2 separate regions of the Cyprinus carpio genome follow, and region 2 is linked to region 1. A link is a contact called in public Hi-C data. All regions are on one chromosome and are shown on one strand. Each heading gives the region's core, a stretch centred on a gene start, on an enhancer-like site or on the middle of the called end of the contact. The rest is flanking DNA. Distances are from core to core; before and after follow the strand shown.

Region 1 (4,456 bases), core at 875-3,374:
ATGGGAAAATAATCAATATTGTTTCATTACTTTCGTAGCAGTTATTTAATGTAGTGTTACCTTCCAGTGAGATACTGTCCTTGTACTTGACTATTCATGTTATGTGAACCATCATCTGCAAGACTGTGGTCTTCATCATCATCTTCCTCAAAATCCTCAAACTCCATATCATAAAGATCATCTTCTGCAGCAACCCCACCCTTTCCAAGACAAAATTAAGGTTAATAAAACTTGATACTGCATAGCGTTATCCAACGTATTTAATAGAAAATCACCCCAGCTATTTGAGCACATGTATTTTATGTGAATCCAAAAATGAATGTGACCATGGATCACAAACCTGTCAGAAGTAGCACATGTATATTTGTAGCAATAGCCAAAAATATATTAGATGGGTCAAATTATCGATTTTTATTTTATGGCAAAAATCATTAGGATATTAAGTAAAGAATAAGTTCCATGAAGATATTTTGTAAATTTCGTACTGTAAATCTATCAAAACTTAATTTCTGATTAGTAATATGCATTGCTAAGAACCTAATTTGGACAACTTTAAAGCCGATTTTTTCAATATTTTGATTTTATTGCACCCTCAGATTCCAGATTTTCAAATTGTTGTATCTCAGCAAAATATAATTTCAATGGAAAGCTTATTTATTAAGCTTTCATATGTATAAATCACTATAACTGGTTTTGTGGTCCAGGGTCACAAATGCAAATGTATTTATTTATTTACTTTTACCCCTTAATATAATAACACTTTCAAATATACAAAATAATGTGAATAGATTTGTTTTTATTCAGAAAGATTTTCACACTGTTCCCAAATATGATCATATGCTATGTGTATTATAATCATGATTTATATAAGGCAGAGCATCTTAATAATACATTAGTAATAAACCACTTCATTATTATACGGCCAAAATACAGTAGTTGTATCTGTATTATGTAGCTTTGATCAATGCATCATGTAAAAAATACTGAATGACATTCTGATGATTTTATTATCTCGGGTGTGCATTATTTTTCTAATAATTCAACGGCCCGTCGTCAATTATTCCTTACATAAACGAAACAGCGCTCTTTGCTTGGAGACGCAGCGGTTCAGCTGTGATTTGTTTGGGATTATTTTAGTTGACGAAATGGAGCAAATCAGACAACAGTGTTCCTAATATGTAAGTCACTTAATATTAACTTATGTATAAAATCAAAAATGTATAAAACTGTTGTATAAATTCAGTTTCCCATTTGCAAACTCCCTTTATAATCATGAAAACCTGTCACTCGCCTAAGTTCATCGCGATCTCACAAACTTCGCTTTAACGTTTTAATTAATGAAGCTCTCTACACTGCACACTGAATCTATTATTTACATCGTCTCTACACTTACATTATAATGAATGACAAAAACTGCAGTCAGCTTTCACGATCTTCATTGGCTGCAGTCTGCAGGTAACGTTATTATGGCCAATCACAAAAGACGCAGCTAACCATAGACAAATATATCGCGCTAGGTTTAGGTGCAGAACTGGGGTGGCTTTCGTAGTCTTTTGAATTGATAAAATATAGAAATAATTTCCAAATAAAGCTCTCTCTCTCTCTATATCTAGCTCTCTCTTATATATATATATATATATATATATATAGTTGGTTGTCAGAATATGCATTGCACCCTTCTAACCTCCTCCACTGGGTCCGAGTGCTCTTCCAGCTCATCACACGAGCTCCAGCCGGAGACCGGTCCCTCTAATGGGGGCATAATAGGGATGGCGTCCGCGCTGATGCCGTTCGGCGTAATGTGATGGCTCAGGAAATGATCCTCGCATATCTGATGTTGATCTGTGATTTCGCGCTCAGTCTCCCGTAAAGCGGCCAGCCACACTTTCACTGTCGTCTTTGGGGAAACTGAAAAACCTCTTGGGCGGACGGCTCGTTTGCTCTCCCGGTCTGAGATCACTGTGGTTTATGCATCCTTGGACCACACACTTCACCATCGTCGCTACACGTTGCCAGTTTATTTCGCTACATTCAATCACATCAACGTGCAAGTGCAATGTTTACACGCAACACGAAAGGAGACGCAAAACAAACGTCACGTGATCCCGTCTGACCAATCAAATGATTAGATTTTCTGCTTCATGTTTTCTCTAGTTGATAAGCCCAACTAGTGACATCTAGTGCAATGGAGAAGTACTACCACACTGCATCCTTTTTAATGTCTGCATTGTCTTTTTTTGTTTTTGTTTTTTTGTTTACGTAGATATATTAATATTTGATATAGGCTTTTATATTTTAGAACGCCAGGAAATTGGCACCCTTACTAACGTCTGCCTTTCAGCCAATCAGATCGACCGAACGCCAAGTTGCGTAATTAATATTCATGAGTCAAGCCTTCACTGTAGTAGGATTTGTAAATGCGCTTGGCGGACTGTGGGGTGCTGTACTGCCGTTTTTTACCAGCAGTGGACAGCAGCAAGCAGCAACAGTCTCTCCAGAGGTGGATGTGGATGTGTGTGGGATTGAATCAGGGCGAACTGGGCTTCCACTGTCATAGAGAACAGCACAGAACTAATACAATAGCGAAACATGGCTACTGAGACGATATCAGCCTGCACCGGATCCAACTTACTACAGCCAATAAGCGAGATAACCAACCTTCCGTTAGATCAGGTACATTTCTGTTATTTGTATTTTGTGAAGTGAGTACCGTTAACGTACAGGAGGCACAAAAACCCTCATCACAGCTTTCATTGGCATCCAGGTCCTTCTACAAATCCTTTACAGGCTGTGCACGAAAACATTTGGTAAGGACGATGAAAACGTTGCATTTTTAATGTTTCCTCCCGAAATTCATGACGTCTTCCTGAGCAATCGCATTTCCGTCGGAGAGAGTTGATGGTTGGCTTGGGAAATGTGTCATTTGCGTGATGAAATGGATGGTGGACTGCTCGAGGATTTACAGAGGTGGACATTAGCGAATTTAATTCATATACACAGATCACAGATCATATAATACAGGGGAGGGTCAGGCACTTTTTTGGAAACGTCACGATGTCGTGCTACCCAAGAGAGTCTTTTAAAGGTGTTTTTTGTGGTTATCATTTCTGTTTGCTTAAAGGTAGAACACATATGTTGCACAGGAAAATGTTTACATAAGGGATGCTGCTCATATAGCCATAGTAATCTGTCTATGTAGACAGCATTTTGGGATGACCATGAAATGCTGTCTAGATAGGCAGCTCACTAGACTTGGAGACACCACAGAGAATGGCAGCCTGGGTAATTGACTTGTTTTGAATCTATGTTCTCTAAAAGACATTGACAAAATAAAAACAAATTCAGTGAAATCACATTGCATGGTCAATGATGTGGTATCATTTTCACCCGGGAAATATTAAAGGAATCTTACCAGGATGCTTTGAGTGTTAGACTTTCTCTGCATTGATAAATATCATATCAAAACATTTCTGGTGAATTAAAGATTTGATATCATTATAGATGGGAAAAAAATCTATTAGGCCTACATTGCAAGCATTTACTCCTGAAATGGCAATTTTTATTAGTCTACATTTATTGATTTGTAAATAGCTTTTACCTGTATTGTATAGCTATATTTAAATGAGATGCCAAAGAAACCAAGAACTATGACCTAAGGTCAGGTACAGAGAACTATGGGAGTGTACATCATATTATGAAGATAGATGGTGATGGTGCTGATTACCTTTCTCACTGGAATATTTCAGAGCGGTAATTGATAGATGTTAATTTGGGTTTTTTGGTTAAAAGCATCTTGACCTTAAACCTTTATCTCTGACCACATGATTGACAAGATTTGATTGCAGAATGGACACAAGCAATAGTTTTATGCAATATCTAACTTTGTAAAAAAAAATGTCTTGAACGTTTTGTGGTGATTATGTGGATTGTTCAGACACTGGTTTTATGAAACCATGAAACCAAACACCAAAATGGGCAAGAGTGGTGATTTATTACATTTATGTATGTAAGCTTCTATATTGATTTAGCACCGAGAGGATTTTAGTAAAGACATTTGAAGAGATGGAGCTGTCTGTGCACACATTTTTACTGCAAACAAAAGGCAAACATTCCATTTAAAAGTTTTGGGGTCAGTGAGATTTCTTAAATGTTTTTAAAGAAGTCTCTTATGTACATAAAGGCTGTATTTATTTGATTAAAAATACACTAAAACAACAATATCATGAAGTATTACTACAGTTTAAAATAGCTGTTTCTGTTTTACTATATTTTATATATATTTCTGTGATGTCAAAGCTGATTTTTAGCAGCCGTTACTATTCAGTGTCACATGGTCCTTCAAAAATCATTCTAATATTCTGATTTGGTGCTGAAAAATATGAATTATTATCATCACTGCTGCAAACAGTTTTTGTGGAAACCATGATTGCATCTTACTGAATAACAATATCAATTT
Region 2 (4,514 bases), core at 243-2,742, 190 kb after region 1:
GTTTGTCATGTTATGTTTGTTATGGTCTGTTGTAGCGTCTCGTCCATGTAGTCTTCACATAAAACGCTGAAAGTTACACATAATACATTCCAATCTAAAGACCAGAGATTCTTTTCTCATAAACAAAAGTGTTTGTTAGACTAATCCAATCTAAACTGGGAATTTTGGAAAGTAGTGGAATGTTAGAGTAACGTCCAGCAAAAAAAACAAAACAAAAAAATGGATAGTACTGTTAACTGCATGACTTCTGTGAGTCAGGCAGGTGGTGATTCTGTATGCACAGTAATGCACATTTTGTATGGCCTCAGTCAGCTTCAAGGTTTGGCCTGCTTAGGGTTGGAAATGAAGCTGATGTTTGTGTTAAAGATATACGAAAATGTAGAGGATGTCCACTGGATTTGTTTGAAACATTATGTTCTCTGTGTGGATCTAGAACATTTGTTTTTTGGAAATTTAGTGATTAAAAAAGGTCTTTTTACTACTCCTCTGTGATCCGTTTGCTTTCTGATAAACCATTTTGTGAAGGTAATGTGCACGATACAGTTACACATTCATTACTCAGTAGTGAAATGTTTGAAACAATGGTAATTTAGCCTTCCATATTCTCAAATGCCTCAACCTGGATGAACATCTGCCCTTTGCTCTGCAGACATAAACTGTGCACTTTGTGCCGCTACACATAACAATAAGTTACTTGATCTTGCTGACATTATATTATAGGGATGTTAATTCCACTACAGGCACATTTATGTCCAAGCAGCAATTTTTCCTCTTTCTTTCTTTCCGTCTATCTTTCTTTTCTTTCTTTCTTTCTCGCATCTTTCTTTCTTTCTTTCTTTCTTTCTTTCTTTCTTTCTTTCTTTCTTTCTTTTAGTTTCAATTGACATTTATACATTTATTTTACCCTCATTCCAGAACCAGAATTGCATTATTTAGATAATTATTTTTAAGATTCAATTATGATATAATATGTGTTTCTCAATGTGTTCGTGTACGTTTTAACTTTGTAGACACGAGGGAGGCGCTTGATATGTAATGAGATGTTAAATATCACACTGCAACCTTTAATTTCGTCAAATAATGTGAAACAAAATTATCTATTTATTTTTGGTCAAATTATGACAAAACAAGCAAATGTGTTTATTTATGGTACATATAGCAATACATCCACAATACATAATTTGTGATCTTGTGGAAGTAACATGCGTTTGGATCATTTTTGAAACAAGTGAAAGTGTGAAAAGTAGCCTGTTTATTTAATTTTACTTTCAAAAAGGCCACAGGGCGAAGTTTCCATACATGCTAGTTAAAGAAACATCCATAGACTGTTCTGTTGCCCTAGGAAAGACAACTACAGGATGAAATACACAAGATGAAATATCTAAAATAAAAATGTCTACAATTGCTGTGTAATGTAGTATCACTTCCCGTATATACAGTCAACTATCACATGTATTCGTGTGCTGGGCTGAGTAAGGCGTGACGTCACGCCGTGTGTTGCCAGGAAGAAGCTTAACAGGAGCACAGCGCTCTGCTTCGTCAAAATGGCTGTTGAAGATGGTGAATAGGAAGAAAGAAGCGCCGTAGACCGAAAAACTAGAGAGAAATACGCCTCTCCAAACGGACCTTCAGACAGCAGATTATTACAACGTATATTTTCTGTGAGGTACGTCTCGAAACAGAAGGCAGATGAAGGGTTTAAATCGCGTTTGTCGGTTGATGCCGCGTATGATTGACAGTTCATAGCCTCCTAAAGGACAGTAACGAGCATCAAACTGTAGAATTAAGCAGAATCGAACATTTACAGCGAAAAAGATGTAGTTTGTTATGTAAATGTAGTAAAATTCGGTTAATCTGTTCAGGGTTGTTTTGATGGCGATTAATTGGCTGGGCTCTCATAGTGAGTAATGGCACTGCCCGCCCTGTTTATTTCTAGAAATACATTCTTTAATATCAAATTACAATAATGTTTAGACAGTCAAATATATCAGGATTAACAAACACTTTATTACCGGGCAGAGAATGTGCTGTGGTTTGTTGTGCTCTTACTCACGCAGGTTCCATTTATTTGACATTATATAGTTATTTTTAGCCATATTTTCATTTATCTATCTATCTATCTATCTATACAACAATTACTATATTTATTTTGTTGTATTTTATTATATTTGTATGTAAAAATATAGCAAAACGTAATATATAATGCTTAGTTATTTTTGTTGTTATATGTAATAAAGTGTGCTTCTCACCAGCCTTTGTAAATATCCATATAAAATAGAGCACTTCTCGCTATTATAATTGTAGGGCTGTCAGTCATCTAAGCATCTTGCTGTAAACTCTAGGCGTGAACCACTCTTGGTCGCCATAAATAATGCATGATGCCATTCCAGAGCAGACAGCAGGACAGACAGCAGTCACAGCCAGCAATCTAAAGGCATTCAAACAAAAGCAGAGGACAGTGTGACACTGAATGTGCTGGATATATGGTGTCACATAATGGTCTATAAGAATAACTTCGGTGTCGTGTTTCACAGATAGAGCATAAAGAGCTGCTTGGGTTCCTGAGTGAGCTGATGTATTCTCTTTGTTGTTGTCCAGTTGTATGTTGAGAGCCTACCTGTTTTTTTTCCCCATTCTTTTTGAATGTATTGTCTGTATGAACATTCTGTACAGACATTCTTCTAGTCTGTATTGAAGGTTAAATTGAGGGTCACATGCTGGCACATATTAAATAAGCATCAAATGCTGTAAAATATTAATATTAAACATTTATTTGGATTGATTTAGCATTCTGTTCTTCATCCTTTCATTCTATATATCTATTGTTCTGTCTATTAAATTTTTTGTTATAAAATGCTAAGTGTTAAATGATAAATGACAAATTTTCAAATGAAAAATCTTATATAATGTTTGTTATATTGGTTGTTTTTCATTACTATTGTATGTTGTAGCCTATGTTTTTTTTTAATACATTGATGTTTCCAAGAAAATACCTATAGATGCTGGTATGGCAATAGAAATAGACAAATAAATAAATGTATTGATGGGTGAAAAATTGTAAAAGTGTTAGATATGAAATTGTCTTTTTTTAAAATATATTTATTTAAGCTGAATATGTAAAATAATTAACTGTAGGGAAACCTATTAGAGTGTGTCTGTGGAGGTGTTTGGAGAAAATGAACAGTTATCTCTGTGTTATGCTTATCTGTGCCAGCCTCCTTTCACCTGACATTTAAAGTCCATTGCTATTCTTGGCCTGCACTGAAGCAAACGCTCTGATATCACCTGTCACTCCCGTCAGGCTAACTCAGCAATTCAACATCTCTAATCTCAAAGAACTTCATTTCAGTTGCTTATTTCACATTTTTATTCTCCCAACAACCTACTGCAGTATTCAGATTAACTTAGACCATCTCTGTTCATAATCTGTTTTGAAAATGACTACAGATATCTCTGTTCAGGGTGTCCCAGTGAGTGGCAATCATGGACACCACAACCTCCATCAAGATGACCACTCTGGCCATCCAGAACCTCTTCAGCTATGTGGAAGAAGAGAATCTGGCTGCTGTCAAAGCCCATCTTGACAAGTTCAAAGAGGTGGATGGTCGAAGCGATGTAAGTTGCATCTAAAAAAAAAATCTAAAGCAATTTAAGATGATCAGTTAAAATGTAGAAATATCAACGCTCTCTCTCTCTCATTGTGTGTTTGACAGAATGGACAGACTCCTCTGATGTTGGCCTCAGAGCAGGGCAGTCTTGAGATTGTTCAAGAGCTCATCAGAAGAGGAGCAAATGTCAACTTGGATGATGTGGTGAGAAAATACCCACTGTAGATTTACAAAAAGAGTTGGCAGGTAGTCACTCTTGTTTCTGTTTAATCACTGCAGATATTCACATAACATTTACCAACCTAAAGTGGAGCAGACATTCTCAATGATGCTTGATATCATTTTTGGATGGCTGTTATCAGCAGCTTATTACAATGTTGTTATAGGAAAATAGAGACACACATACATAGAGATTTTCTTGCCCCGCCCAAAATTATTGTTATAAATTATCATTCAAAATTCAGTTTTTTACTCATCAAAAATTAGAATTTGAATCCCTCTTCTGTATTCCTGTGCAATATTTTTGCCATATATTTAAAACCTGTATAGGGTGTGTTGTCCATTATAATTGTGCTGTAGGGCTTTTCTTTCTAGTACAGCTCCTGCACACTCCATCACTGTTTCCATGGTGACATTAGCCAGTGGTTCAATGGTTTCCATAGCGACCTGTCTTTGTGCTTTTCTCTGATAGGACTGCTGGTCCGCTCTGATCTCTGCAGCTAAGGAGGGGCACGTGGAGGTGGTGAAAGAGCTGCTGGAAAACAGTGCTTACATTGAGCACAGAGACATGGTGAGAAAATCGAATAGCAAAAGTTTGCATCAAAAGCAATATGTGTCCTTTATTTTGTACAATAATCACATTTGAAAAATAAACATTTTCTTATGTAATTATTAAAAACTTATGAG

Evidence for each region. Hi-C and Micro-C count contacts between places; a contact is called where the count stands out from the background.
Region 2: a contact with region 1 is called in a Hi-C map of skeletal muscle, with 3 times the contacts expected there. The contact joins the promoter of LOC109113041 here to the promoter of LOC109108212 in region 1. A contact is called at or near these places in 2 of 8 Hi-C or Micro-C datasets (both in skeletal muscle).

What each region holds. Positions count from the first base shown.
Region 1 is chrB20:17,249,676-17,254,131 of ASM1834038v1, forward strand. LOC109108212 (transcription factor E2F1-like) reads right to left here and starts at 2,125. Exons shown (of 9, transcript XM_042747364.1): 1 at 1,897-2,125; 2 at 1,685-1,895; 3 at 61-200. The coding sequence starts at 1,997.
Region 2 is chrB20:17,438,760-17,443,273 of ASM1834038v1, forward strand. LOC109113041 (kinase D-interacting substrate of 220 kDa B-like) reads left to right here and starts at 1,493. Exons shown (of 30, transcript XM_042746839.1): 1 at 1,493-1,666; 2 at 3,462-3,615; 3 at 3,714-3,812; 4 at 4,300-4,398. The coding sequence starts at 3,484. It also overlaps the pseudogene LOC109112772.